Linked DNA regions of Oryzias latipes: region 2 is linked to region 1. The links are chromatin contacts, called in public Hi-C maps. All regions are on one chromosome and are shown on one strand. The core of a region is the stretch at or near the end of the contact, and the rest is flanking DNA. Distances in the headings are between cores, read along the strand shown. Region 1 overlaps shox2 (short stature homeobox protein 2). Region 2 holds the start of mlf1 (myeloid leukemia factor 1).

Evidence for each region. Hi-C and Micro-C count contacts between places; a contact is called where the count stands out from the background.
Region 2: a contact with region 1 is called in a Hi-C map of gastrula embryo, with 1.7 times the contacts expected there. The contact joins the promoter of mlf1 here to the enhancer-like site in region 1. A contact is called at or near these places in 2 of 5 Hi-C or Micro-C datasets (embryo and gastrula embryo).

Annotation. Positions count from the first base shown.
Region 1 is chr13:15,309,162-15,315,018 of ASM223467v1, forward strand. It overlaps shox2 (short stature homeobox protein 2), which reads right to left. Exons shown (of 5, transcript XM_023961891.1): 3 at 5,381-5,438; 4 at 5,001-5,089; 5 at 1,331-4,009. The coding sequence ends at 3,752. Among protein-coding and RNA genes, the nearest start is that of shox2, 6.8 kb to the right of the region's middle. Within about 2 kb of position 3,415, at least 4 of the 8 cell types and tissues checked have an H3K27ac peak or open chromatin away from gene starts, as enhancers often do. A contact at or near this core is called in embryo and gastrula embryo, where this site is marked.
Region 2 is chr13:15,452,205-15,458,061 of ASM223467v1, forward strand. It overlaps mlf1 (myeloid leukemia factor 1), which reads left to right and starts at 3,574. Exons shown (of 7, transcript XM_023961513.1): 1 at 3,574-3,811; 2 at 4,444-4,600. The coding sequence starts at 3,765. It overlaps rsrc1 (serine/Arginine-related protein 53), which reads left to right. Exons shown (of 10, transcript XM_011482566.3): 9 at 1,011-1,118; 10 at 2,766-2,992. The coding sequence ends at 2,858. LOC105355429 (a long non-coding RNA gene) reads right to left here. Exons shown (of 2, transcript XR_909844.2): 2 at 5,350-5,814.

The DNA.
Region 1 (5,857 bases), core at 2,165-4,664:
TAGATTGCCCTGGGGCACCTAAACAGGAAACAGTGAAACAATTAGACTTCTTGTTTTGTTCTGACCTCTGTTTTGTTTTGTTCTACTCAGCAGCTGAACAGAAGTAGCTGCAGATAGAGACTTTTTTTTTTTTTGCGTTTGCAATCACCACAGTTAAGCCTCTCTGGTCATAGCAGGGGTCAAATCTGTGTGAACAACCACTTTTCATCCTACAGTGAAATTAAATACGGTGTTACGGTAAGGCTTTATACATGTTGTAAGTCTCTGCTGACTGCAGCCCACACTAAGTGCTGCGGTTAGCCACCCGGACCCGTACAGTGGACACATGTAATAACAGGCAGCGATACAGTGTCGTAATTGTTGGCCTGAGTGCTATTGGAGGGTGTTTTCGGCAGTTTTGGATTTTTTTTTCTCACTCGCTTCACTCGTTTGATGTCTTTGAAGTTGGGCTTTTATCTGCCTTTGCTCCTGATGGCTGTTGTCTTTGGTGCAATGTTGTGAGCGCCCTGCTCTTTGAGCACTCCTAACATGTAACAAAGGCAAACCCTTGGAGAGGAAAGCAAAAGAAAGGGAGCTCGCTCTCATATCTTCTCACGTAAATTCATACACTCACAAACACTTTCAAGAACATATTGCATTCAGCGACAACATCCAGACAAAAAACTGAAACACTCCCTCTGTTATCAACACACAACGGCTTTGTGTGATAGTTTAACATGCCTTAATTTGATAAAGAGCCAAGTGTGGGAAATAAGAGTAGAGCATTTGTCTCAGGGGTTGTAGTGGGGTAAATATAGCAACAAGACAACTCCAGTTGATATGAAGGATTCCACTGTGTCGAGTGTTGTTGTGACTCACCAGGCTGTGATGATCTGTGTGTGTGTAGGTGTGCCAGCTCACATGCACATGGGTTTGTATATCCACTGCTTACTCTCGGCTGGTTGACTTTAGCATGACTGCCTTGTCTTGCCTCAGCCAGCCCGGTGTGTAACAATCCTTGTGTGAGACTGCAGGTAGATGAGACTGCAGAAAAACACAGGGCGAGCAAGTGGAACAGACCTTGAGAAGAATCTGTGTGGCCGGCTCCTGGCTGGCTGTGCTGGGAAACGTGTCATAAAAGTGTGTTGAGAGGAGTGTGCGAACTCTCGTAATCTCCTTGTGTTATCCGAACACTTGTGTGTTCCCGTCTCATTGTCTCCTAGGCCCCCTCAGAGCAGAGACCCTCCACTCCAGCATTACATCTCAGGACATCCTGATAGCTGATGGGCCACTCATGAAACCCATGTTTTCACTGCTCTTCAAAACAAAATACACACACAGTGACACCTGAGCTTTAGGACATTTTAATCCACTTAAAACATAGTTGTATTATTCAAATTGTGTTGTCAAAATCCAAAGACAGTGCAATTTTAATTATTATAATTTCTCCAAACTGTTAGTAAAGAAAACTGAACAATTTGATGTTACTGCATGGGATTGGGAGTATTTATTTTTTTATGGGACAGTCCAGGATTTGCGCGCCCCCGACCCCAGTGCATGTGTTCCAACGAAGGACAGCACGCGCACTCCCGCTCAGCGGTTTCCTTCCCACACACACTTCCATGCCCTCCATTACTGGCGAGGCTCCGAATCGATAATTCAATACTTTTGGCGTCTAAATCCTGCCCCAAACGCTGAGGTGCGCAAACACTGTGGACCCGTCTACAGTCTCGGTGAAATCAGTATTAATTAATAGCTTAAGACATTGTGTTTGTGGAAAGATTGGAGAGCTAATGGGAGCTGGATTCCTATAATTATACGCTCTTGTGTCAGGTGTTTATTAAATGTTCAATAGAGGCGGTTAACATGTTAGGAAGCGAATTAGATCATTTTTAGATGCAGGTAAAAACATTCATTGTATTAGTGGTGATAAACTTTACATATATTTCATATCATCCACTTTTCGAAAATAAAAAAAAGCAAAAAGTATTACATCAAAATCAGAGCACTTTTGTATTCAGAATTATTGACATTATCTATTTAAAATGTGCTAAATGTATTTGTTTAAGGGCTATAATTAATGTTAACTAAATACATGTGTTTTTAAACTAATTATGAGTTTACTGTTGTTAGTTTTGAATCGTATTTTCTGTAACATTTGTTAAAAAATAATGAAAAGCCTTAAAAACGATTTTTAAAAAACTTTTTGTCCAAAGAATATATTTTTGAATGTTTCAAAAGTGGATATTTTTTAATTCATCCGGTAGATTTGTCCTTTATCTGGCCGTTTAGTTGGTATTAGAAATGATCAGCCCTCAAGTACAAGCCCTCCAAACCGAACAATGAATAATGCATCGGTTTTTGGCGCAGCAACAGACAGCAATGTTCGCGACTAAACGGGCCTGTCACAACAGTGACGTTATCAAAAGAGCTCCAGCTAAAGTCATGAATTATTTAAGATCAGTTCCTCTCGGTGGTATAACGACAACAACACTAATAATAAAAATAATCATAATAATAGTAATAATAATTTGTTAAAAAAACGATTGAATTGTTAAAAAAATAAAAAAGTCAACTCATTTAAGAAACTTTAGTTGATTTATTATGAGAACGAAAGACATTTCGTTAATTCACGTCTCACATGTTATGGAAAAAAGTAAAACAATTTCATGAATACTCTTTCTTTTTTTTTAAGAAACCCCTGCCTCAGGTGAGATTTTTATTTTAAAAAAACATCAAAATTACATCGGCTAAGCACGTGAATTTATTACACAGAAACAAAGTTTTTAAAAAAGGATCAAATTTCCCACAAGGCATTCATAAAGCCACTAAATAATAAAAAATAATGCATGTTTCTTGTGTATTAACATATCTTACAGGTGCCCGTACCGGTTTGCGTAAACCTAACTCCCCTAAGTGTTGTTGTTGTTGGCTGTGACTCCTTCAAAAGGACATCAGTTTGTTAATATGAATGGAAGTATGGTCACGTTTAACAAAGCCTGTGCGTGTCTCACAACCTCACGTCTGTTGGCCAAAAAGGTCCAAGGAGAAGGTCACGCAGGCCCCAACATTCACGCGTTAAAAGGACAGAGGAGACGGGACCAAACGGGGGGAAAGGTGGCTCACAAACTCATGCAAACACCGCAGAGGCATTGTTTTTTTTTTTCTTTCCTCCAAACTGGACATGAAACAGAAGAAGGAACAACTCCTAAGTTGTCTTTTTATTTGCCAAAGGTTTCCCTCTCCGTCCTTTTGCAGAGAAAGTTTTTTTGTTTGTTTTTTGAAATATGATGAGGCCAGCCTCTTTATGAACGAAGTAGAATCAGAGCAACAATAATATCACGTTAAAACCGAACACGAACAGTACAACTGCAGAGTGGTTCGCTTTGTTTGACAAAGTATCGACCGTGCCAGCTGCTTCCTCCTCCTCCTCCTCCTCCTTCATGCGCCTCCTCAGGGTGTCCCACCGGCCTCTTCAGCCATGTGTCTGCAGAGCAGGCTCCTCCTGGTGCATGAAGCCACTCTTTTTGGCTTGAAATAAAAAAAATGGAGGCTATTTTTGTCATTGTCCTCTCTATTTCATAAATAGCCTATATTTATTCTTTATTCTCCTCCTCCTTCATTTACAAAGCATAAATTAATACGTCCATGGCTAACGGATTTTTTTTCAGTTTGTCCCAGGAATATTTGTTGGGGGGGGGGTCCACTTTGTGAGGGTTTTTGTTCAGTGCCGGACGGTGTCCACGCCTCGTGTCCTGGCGTCTCCATGGCGTCACAGTCCCAAAGCGGCCGTGTGCTTTTTGGCCTTCAGTCTCAGGTCGGCGATGCTGGAGTTCTTGCTGGTGTTTTTGGCTGCCGCGGCGGCGGCGACCACGGAGGCGGCGGAGGCGGACTCCGCCGCAAGCGTGGCCAGCGGGAGTCCGAACGGTGGCGCGGGGAACATCATGTAGGGCGCATGCGCAGCCAGGTGCGAGTGCAGGTGGTGCTGCGCGTGGGCCACGGCGCTGTCCAGTTGCAGCTGCGCCTGCACCTGAAAGGAGAAGGGCGGCACGTTGCAATGACTATCCTACGGGACGGGACGCACGGATGGGGAAGAGAAGGGGGAGAACATGCGTTAACTTTGCAGTGGGTTGCTTGAAGGATCATTTTTTACTAAAGAGACTGCATCTTTCATCCATACAATGATGATGATGTTCATGAGCATGACGCACAAGGGTCGCCTTAGAGAGGCTGTTTCTCTTTAGTGAAACCCCCACTCATACACAAGCATCAATATGCAATGATTTGGGAGAAAAATGCAAACTAAAAATAAGGAAAAACATAGAACTGTAGAAAAATTGGAGTGGTTTTATCATTAAAAGTTAATAAAGTACACACTTACTGTAATGCTGTGCATTCCAGAGACTATTTTATTCATTTTTAAGCAGATGTTGTTCTTTTAATGTACTTTTTGTTGAATGTATTCTGTTTAAGCTATTTGGTTTAAAGCAAGTTGGTGCAAAGCTTCCTGTGAATATTATGTTCACTTAAAAAAATATTACTATTAAGTATTAAGGGCGACATGTGTTTCATTTCTAGAGTCTAAGCATAAACCGTAGCTTTTTTGTACAGCAAGTCTTCCATCCAAAGGGAAGGCTGCTGCAAGCAGTTGAAGAACCATGAATGCCGTTCTGTCCATACTTTTACTGACCTCCGCAGTCTGCTGTTTATTATGAAACCGAAACAACACCTTGGAGCTTTGCGCCACAAAACCAATTTTATACCTTTTGGGACTTACAATAAACTTTCCACTCATGCAAAATTATATCCCTTTATCCCATAAAAATGTCTGTAATGAGTTTATTTCCCCTCAAGTTATACAGTGAGTTTCTGCAGCACTTGGGCCATAACCTGTGCCAAGGCCAAAACAACAGTTGCGCACAGGCGATGGTGGGGGTAGAGGGGATATAGAGCGTAGTGGGCATATAGAAGCTATGGAGACCAGTCTGGTTTTCAAGATGAAACCATTTAAAGTAACTTGCCTGTTGGAATGGCATCCGTAAAGCCCCGACGTTGACATATGGTGCTACACGACAAGCTTCAAACTGATTCGCTGCTCCAATCAGGACTCCTGCAGTGACATGCAAGGGGGGAACGTTCCGTCTTAGTTTTAGGAGAAATATTCACCATAACATGAAACAAACTGGAAGACCGATCATTCCTTGTGAAAATTTAATTAAAGAATCCACCAAATTAATTCCAATTGGAAAATGTAAGCATCATTTAGCTGGAAATTTTGCGCACGCACAGTAGCGCACAAGCAGGTTGGGTGCAATAGAATAGAATAGAATAGAATAGAATAGAATAGAATAGAATAGAATAGAATAGAATAGAATAGAATAGAATAAAATGCTGGAGGTACCTTTGTGCAACTGGTTCTCCTGCTTTCTACATTTGGCTCTTCTATTCTGGAACCAAACCTGCAGGGACAGAAATTAATTAGAGACCCACTGATTGGCAGCTGCTTGTGAGGCCGTGTGTAGTGACAACAACCGCAGAAAAACAATATCCCCGAGGAGCACTGAAATATTAATGACGCTGCTTAACCCCGGATTTTAATTATTACATTTAGTCTACAACAAGGCGGAGTGGGGGTTGGAGCAGAGAGAACAGAGACAGAAACAGCAGGGCTAAAAGGGAACGTGAGCAAGTCTGATATGAAACTCTTATTGGGAGAAAAGAAGCGCTCTTGTTGGAAATGTGCGGGACTATTGGACTATAATAAATATCCTTGTCAGCGCCGGTTTCATCTTTCTATAGATGAGGGTCCCCGAGGGGTTGAATAGACTGTTGGATATCGAATTGCAGCAGTACCATTACGGGTTTGGACATCACAGCA
Region 2 (5,857 bases), core at 2,324-4,823, 140 kb after region 1:
GTGCCAAATAAACCTCAAAAAGCTACTTCCAGCTTGGTAAACATTTGCTCTAAAGCTGCTGTTAAGATTCTTAAAGATACACGGTCTCCACAGTGTTTATTCTGATATTTCTTCTTTCTTATGAACGAAAAACAAAACACGCCTTTTATTAAAATATGGTGGTTATGACAGTTTTAAGACATAAAATTCAAAACTTTAACACCTTCATTGATCTTAGTAAACAAAATCTACTTAAAAGTTGTTGTTTTTTTTGTTGTTTTTAGCTTTTCCTTCTGTATTGTACTTTTAGGGTACATATAGTATTTATGATTTCTAACAAAGTTTTCTAACATTTTGTCTTTTGGCAGTATAACGCAGATGACACCATTGCACTTATGTGAAATAAGTATTTTGTGTGTGTGTGTCAAAGTACCAAAAGAGGACAACAGTCAGCTAGAAACAAATGTATTTTACTTTCAAGGATTTTATTTTCTACCTCTATTTGAAAGTAATTCCGACCATCTGTTCATAATTCAAATCTCAAATAAGGACCTTTTCATAATGATCTAAATATTTTAGTATTCAATATTTACTTGGAGTGAAGCAATCTCTACTGATAACCTATAAACCTATAAATTCATTCTGGTCATTTGTATGTTTTTTTTACCTAATAAGCTGCTCTGTTAGTGCCATCTGCTGGACAAATATCAAATTACAAAAACTTTTTTTTTTTACATTTGTGTCCAAATTCAACATCTCATGCTTTTAAAATGATTCATGTCTATATTCTTTTTTTAAATGAATGTGCCTAAAATAAACACTGAATTATAATCCATTATAGTTTTATAATACAGTGTGTTCAAACTCCATATTTGGTAGCATTCTATGCACGTATTTTGTTTCCATTGTACTATACGGCTGCTTGTTAATTCTGTCCAGTTCAATTTGTGCTCAGTTTCAGCTTTCAATAATATTCATTTCAGATTAAAAGTCACAGATTTGTTGTGTTTTGTGTGTTTTGGGAAGCACAGACTGAGCCAGCTGAGGTGAAAGTGGAGTCAGAGAGGGCGTATTCTCAGGACATCTCTCTTCCCACATCTATAATCTACAATGACAATGACACGCTTGCCCATCCCAGTGTAAGTTCTCCTCTGACAAACCCTTTCTCATTATCTTCTTTTGTGTCCCCTCGAGCCATCAACCGGCTTTCTAGAGTTTTCTTAAAAGTCTTGGAACCAATAATTGCTTAATTGGGAAGCTTAGATAAATTGGTTTCATTTCTTGATCTTTTATTTGCTGCATTTTTGATTTGTGTATAGGGTTTGAGTTTACAGATTCATAGACATAGTTGGTAAACTTTTTTTCTTCTTTTAGAACTGCAAATCCTGCTACCAATACTACCACAATATTCACTTCATTGCAGTGTACGAAGTCAGTGCATCAAATTGTACACGACATAGCCTTCTAACATCACCTCTTCCTCTGACTGCAAACCAATCATGAAAAACGAGGAGGAAAACTTTAAACTCCAATAACACTCCCTGGGGCTTCACACTCATCTATCTCCACTAGGAAAACTAAGTTATGCCCTGATGTATGCAGATAACCCACTCACATACAAGCACAATGCCCCCCAGCCCAACACACACACAGGCAAAGACTCTCAGACAGGCTGATGTATGGTTGCAATATGCCCCAGGCGGGCCCTGGCCCCAGCTCCAGCTCCAGCTCCACATCCCATTAGAACAGATGAGTCCCATTAGCCCAGCTCAGATACTGTCATCCCACACACACAGCCTCATTAGCACCATGACACTCGCACAGAGCCGACAGACAGAACCCTACTGGTGTCGAATCTTACACGCAGATAACGTGCACTGCAGCTGTAAAGCAGCTCGAGTTGGAAATGAAAGATTGACATGCTCGAGGCGGGGGGCCAGCCATCTGCATAATGCCATCTTATCAGCACATCGATGTACAGTATATACACACTGCCAGCATGTCAACATTGTTCCTCATCCTCAGATAAATACATGCAACGAGAATGGGGGAAAAAAAACCTCCCGTCCGCCTCAGTGCTTTACTTCTCAGTCATTTATGTTACTCCCTAATAAACAGATGCTGTCATTCATCAGACACTTGCAGCAGCCGTTTTATAGCCCCTTTACAATCAATATCACCTCTGCTTGCAATGCTCCACAATAAATAAAAACCCACACGAGGCTGAGATTATGAGTTATATGTTGAAACTCGTGTGAAATTGAAACTGAGCAGATATGACCAGAAAAGGGCCATGAAAAGACCTCAATACATTATAACATTGTCTCTGTGCCAGCAACTACACTGAGGTCACATGGATGTCAGTGGGAAATACTGATAACTGTGTCATAAACTTGCATGGGATCAGAAGCCATTTGTTTCTGTCAGAGTGTGAGGTGATGAGGAAATCAGCCTGAACACACACATGAACACACAATACGCACAACTTAGACTTTGGGCTTGGTCATACAGACATGTATTTGCACAGGCTGTAAATACACGTCACTGCATATATTTCTGTATGTTGAATGTTGGCAAAAGTAAAGCAAAGCTATGTAAAGCACTAAGGTTTCAAACTACAGCCTGTAAAACATTTTGACCTCACATACAATATAAAAATTCTATTGTTTTATATTTTATTCCAGTATGTTCACCAAAGTAGGACTCCATATTTGTCAAATATGAAGACTGTGATTTTGTTTATGTCTTTGTGCTTAGTAACATGTCCTTTCTGCACTGTCCTGCAGCTGTTCGTGGACAAGGAGCAGGCTGAGGAGCTTTGGCTGAACAGACTGGTCTCACTGCGACAAGAGAGGCTGATGGGAAGCCCTGTTACTTGAAGACAAGAAGACAGTGATTTTTATAGCATCACAATCTGTGTGATGTTTTGTCATGTTTTTTGTTTCCAATCAGTCCTGATATGTTGATATGTCTACTTTTACTAAAATAAATAAAGAACGAGCTGTTGTCCCTATATATGCGTTGGCTATTTGGTTATGTAAAGGATAAATGCCTTGTGTTGATGTTTTCTCGGTGCTGTGCTTCTGTTTAAGTAAAGGTAGATTCTTGGCAGTGAGTAAACTCACAAGTCTACTTGTGGAACTGCCACACTGTAAATCTACACTGAGCCTGGGACCTGACGTATAACTCTTATGCTCTTCAAATAGTCTGTGCCGTAATAGAATTATGATTAAGAAGGTGCACAGACTTGAACAAACCCACCCTTTATGCTTTGGCTGCTTGAATAATTGTTTTTAGGGTACTTTTGACTGTTTTACCTGCAGGTAGATGCTCCCCAGTATGGCTTTATGAATAAAGCTATAAATCTTTTCAAAACAAAGGATTGAATAGTTCATCTTTGAATTGCATTAATCATGCCAAGAACTATTTTCTCTGTTCTATTTAAAAGTAAGTAAATGCAATTAAATTGGCCTTATATGGATAATTGAGATAACCTCCCTCGTGGGGAGCTGCTCTAGTCAGATAAGAAAAGGCTTAATTTTCAAGAATCTTCTCAAGTGGCGTTGTCATGGCAGCGTCTTGACAACATGAAGCGAGTAGGTGCAACCCGGTCGAAACTCCCTGTGAGCAACCAATGCGGTAGCGGCGTTCCTGTCACGTGATCTGCGTCAGAGCTCAGAGCTGCTGGGCTCTCGGAGGTATTCAGCCGCAGAGAGGCAACGGGCGCGCGCACAGACGGACTATTTTTCTCTAAACTCCGTTAAAATCTTCGAAAGTTAAAGAAAATGTTCAACAGGATGCTTGGGGATTTTGAAGACGACCCGTTTTTTTCGTAAGTAATTAAACTGTTCAAAATGTGTACATGATATTTTATTTTTACTTTGGTATGTGTTTGGTGTGGTTTAATACAACTAACTGTTTTGCTAGCAATTAATCATATACTTGCCACATGTTTTAGCTAAAATGACATGCAGGCAAATAATGCATACAAGTTCATTCAAATGGTCGCTTTTTATATCAAATGTAAAACTCTATATACATATTATCCTCAAGACAATTAAGTCAATTGTGTTTTATTAATAAAATGAATAAAGTTATATTATTTGTTCGGTTTGCTATACAGCCTAATGGAACGGTTGCTGTGCTGATTGAAAGGTTAAAAACGTCCCTATATAACCGCCCTGTTGTTTGGGTTTGAACGTCCCTGTCCTTCAGCCACAGACATGGGTCAGCGCGTTAGCCACACTTGACCCAACTTCGAAGTCAAGTAGCTGAAATTATTTTAGGACAGAGGCTCCTGTTCCAGCGTGCTGCATTCATCTGAGTTGACCCCCCCCCCCCCAACTAAGCTGATGAACGAAAAAGGAGGCATTAAAAATACACATACCACCTTCAACTTCCCTGCTTGCTTGCTTGTTATTTTTGTTTGTTTGTTTTATTGAAAATATTTTTCTTGTTCCACAGAGATCCGTTTCATGCTCACAGGGAGCATGTCCACCGTATGATGCGCAGCCTTTCAGAGCCTTTTGGGACTTCTTTAATGCCCAGTGTAACGGATGGAAGGAACCGTGTGGCAGATCCTTTCACCTCATCCTCTCTGGCCCTGAGAAATGAGCACAGGGTGAGAACACTAATGGGGGGGGGAAAAACTTTTTTTAGGACCTTAAAAACTCAACTTGTGAACTAGAAAACTTTGCCTATAGAATAAGGAAAGCGACTTATAAGTCCTTTGGCTAACTCGAATAGTGGGACATTTGTTGACATTTGACATAGGTGTAGTGCTGGCTGGAAGCTGGCCAGTGGCCGTTAAACTGTAGCAGAGTTTCTGAGTTTGTGGAAGGGCGACCCCGTTGGCCTCGCTGGACAATTCTATCTAGCCCTTCCAAGTCCTATTTATAGGGCATTGTTCCACTGACACTGTTTTCTTACAAATACCCACACAGACTTCTTTGGCCATAAAACCCCCCTGAGAGCTCTGCTCAGCTGGAAATAGCTCCATCTTTGATATTACTCACTTTGGTCATGGGTGCCCCATTGATGTTCTTCTCATCTATGATGGTGAGAGATTGCAGTACATGGTCATGGCAGGAAGGGTTGGAGAAGTCTGGGACTCTTGCGCGTACTGGGACATCTTGATACTAACTTTACCAGCTTGCACCAAGACGAGAGGTTTGTAGTTTTAAAACCTGTATGATCTGAAAACTGCCCTTTTCCCAGCTGAATCAAACATCACCTGCTTTTGTATTTGTATCCTTGATGATGACGGACGTGAGAAGTGTCCCTTCAGTCCCCAGCCGTCTGCTTTCTCATCTGTAGAATCCATTAGCAGCTCAAAGTACTTCAACAGAGTGACCTCAGATGACATGAAGATACTCTTCAAAAGTTTATTCAAATGCCAGTTAGGTGTACAATTAGGATGAGATGTTTTTGTACTTTTTGTGGCTTGTTAATAAATTATGGCAAATGTTTGATGTCTCTGCTGTTTGAATAAAGAGCAAAAAACGATTAGGAAAAGCCGTGTATTTAGTCTCCACGTTCACCTTCAAACTTATGATCAGTCTATGGAATATTAAACTAATAAGGTAAACATTTTTAATTAAAACAAAATAAGAGTTTTTATTGTCGCTTGTTGGTGTTGTGAAGGAGGAGGGGAAGTTGAGTCCGGTCGTTCAGCTGCGTGTTTGGCTTTCACGCAGCGTGTGCTGTACATTCAGATGTCATGAGGCCTCTTTGCTTTCTCCTTGTTGCTCTTTTGGTCCATCTGCTTCCTCAGAACTTGGCATCACGGGAACATTAACAGCTTGATGACAGACAGTTCGCTCTCGAGCTGCTCTCCTATATCACAAACACAAATGTGCACACAAAGATATATTGAAAC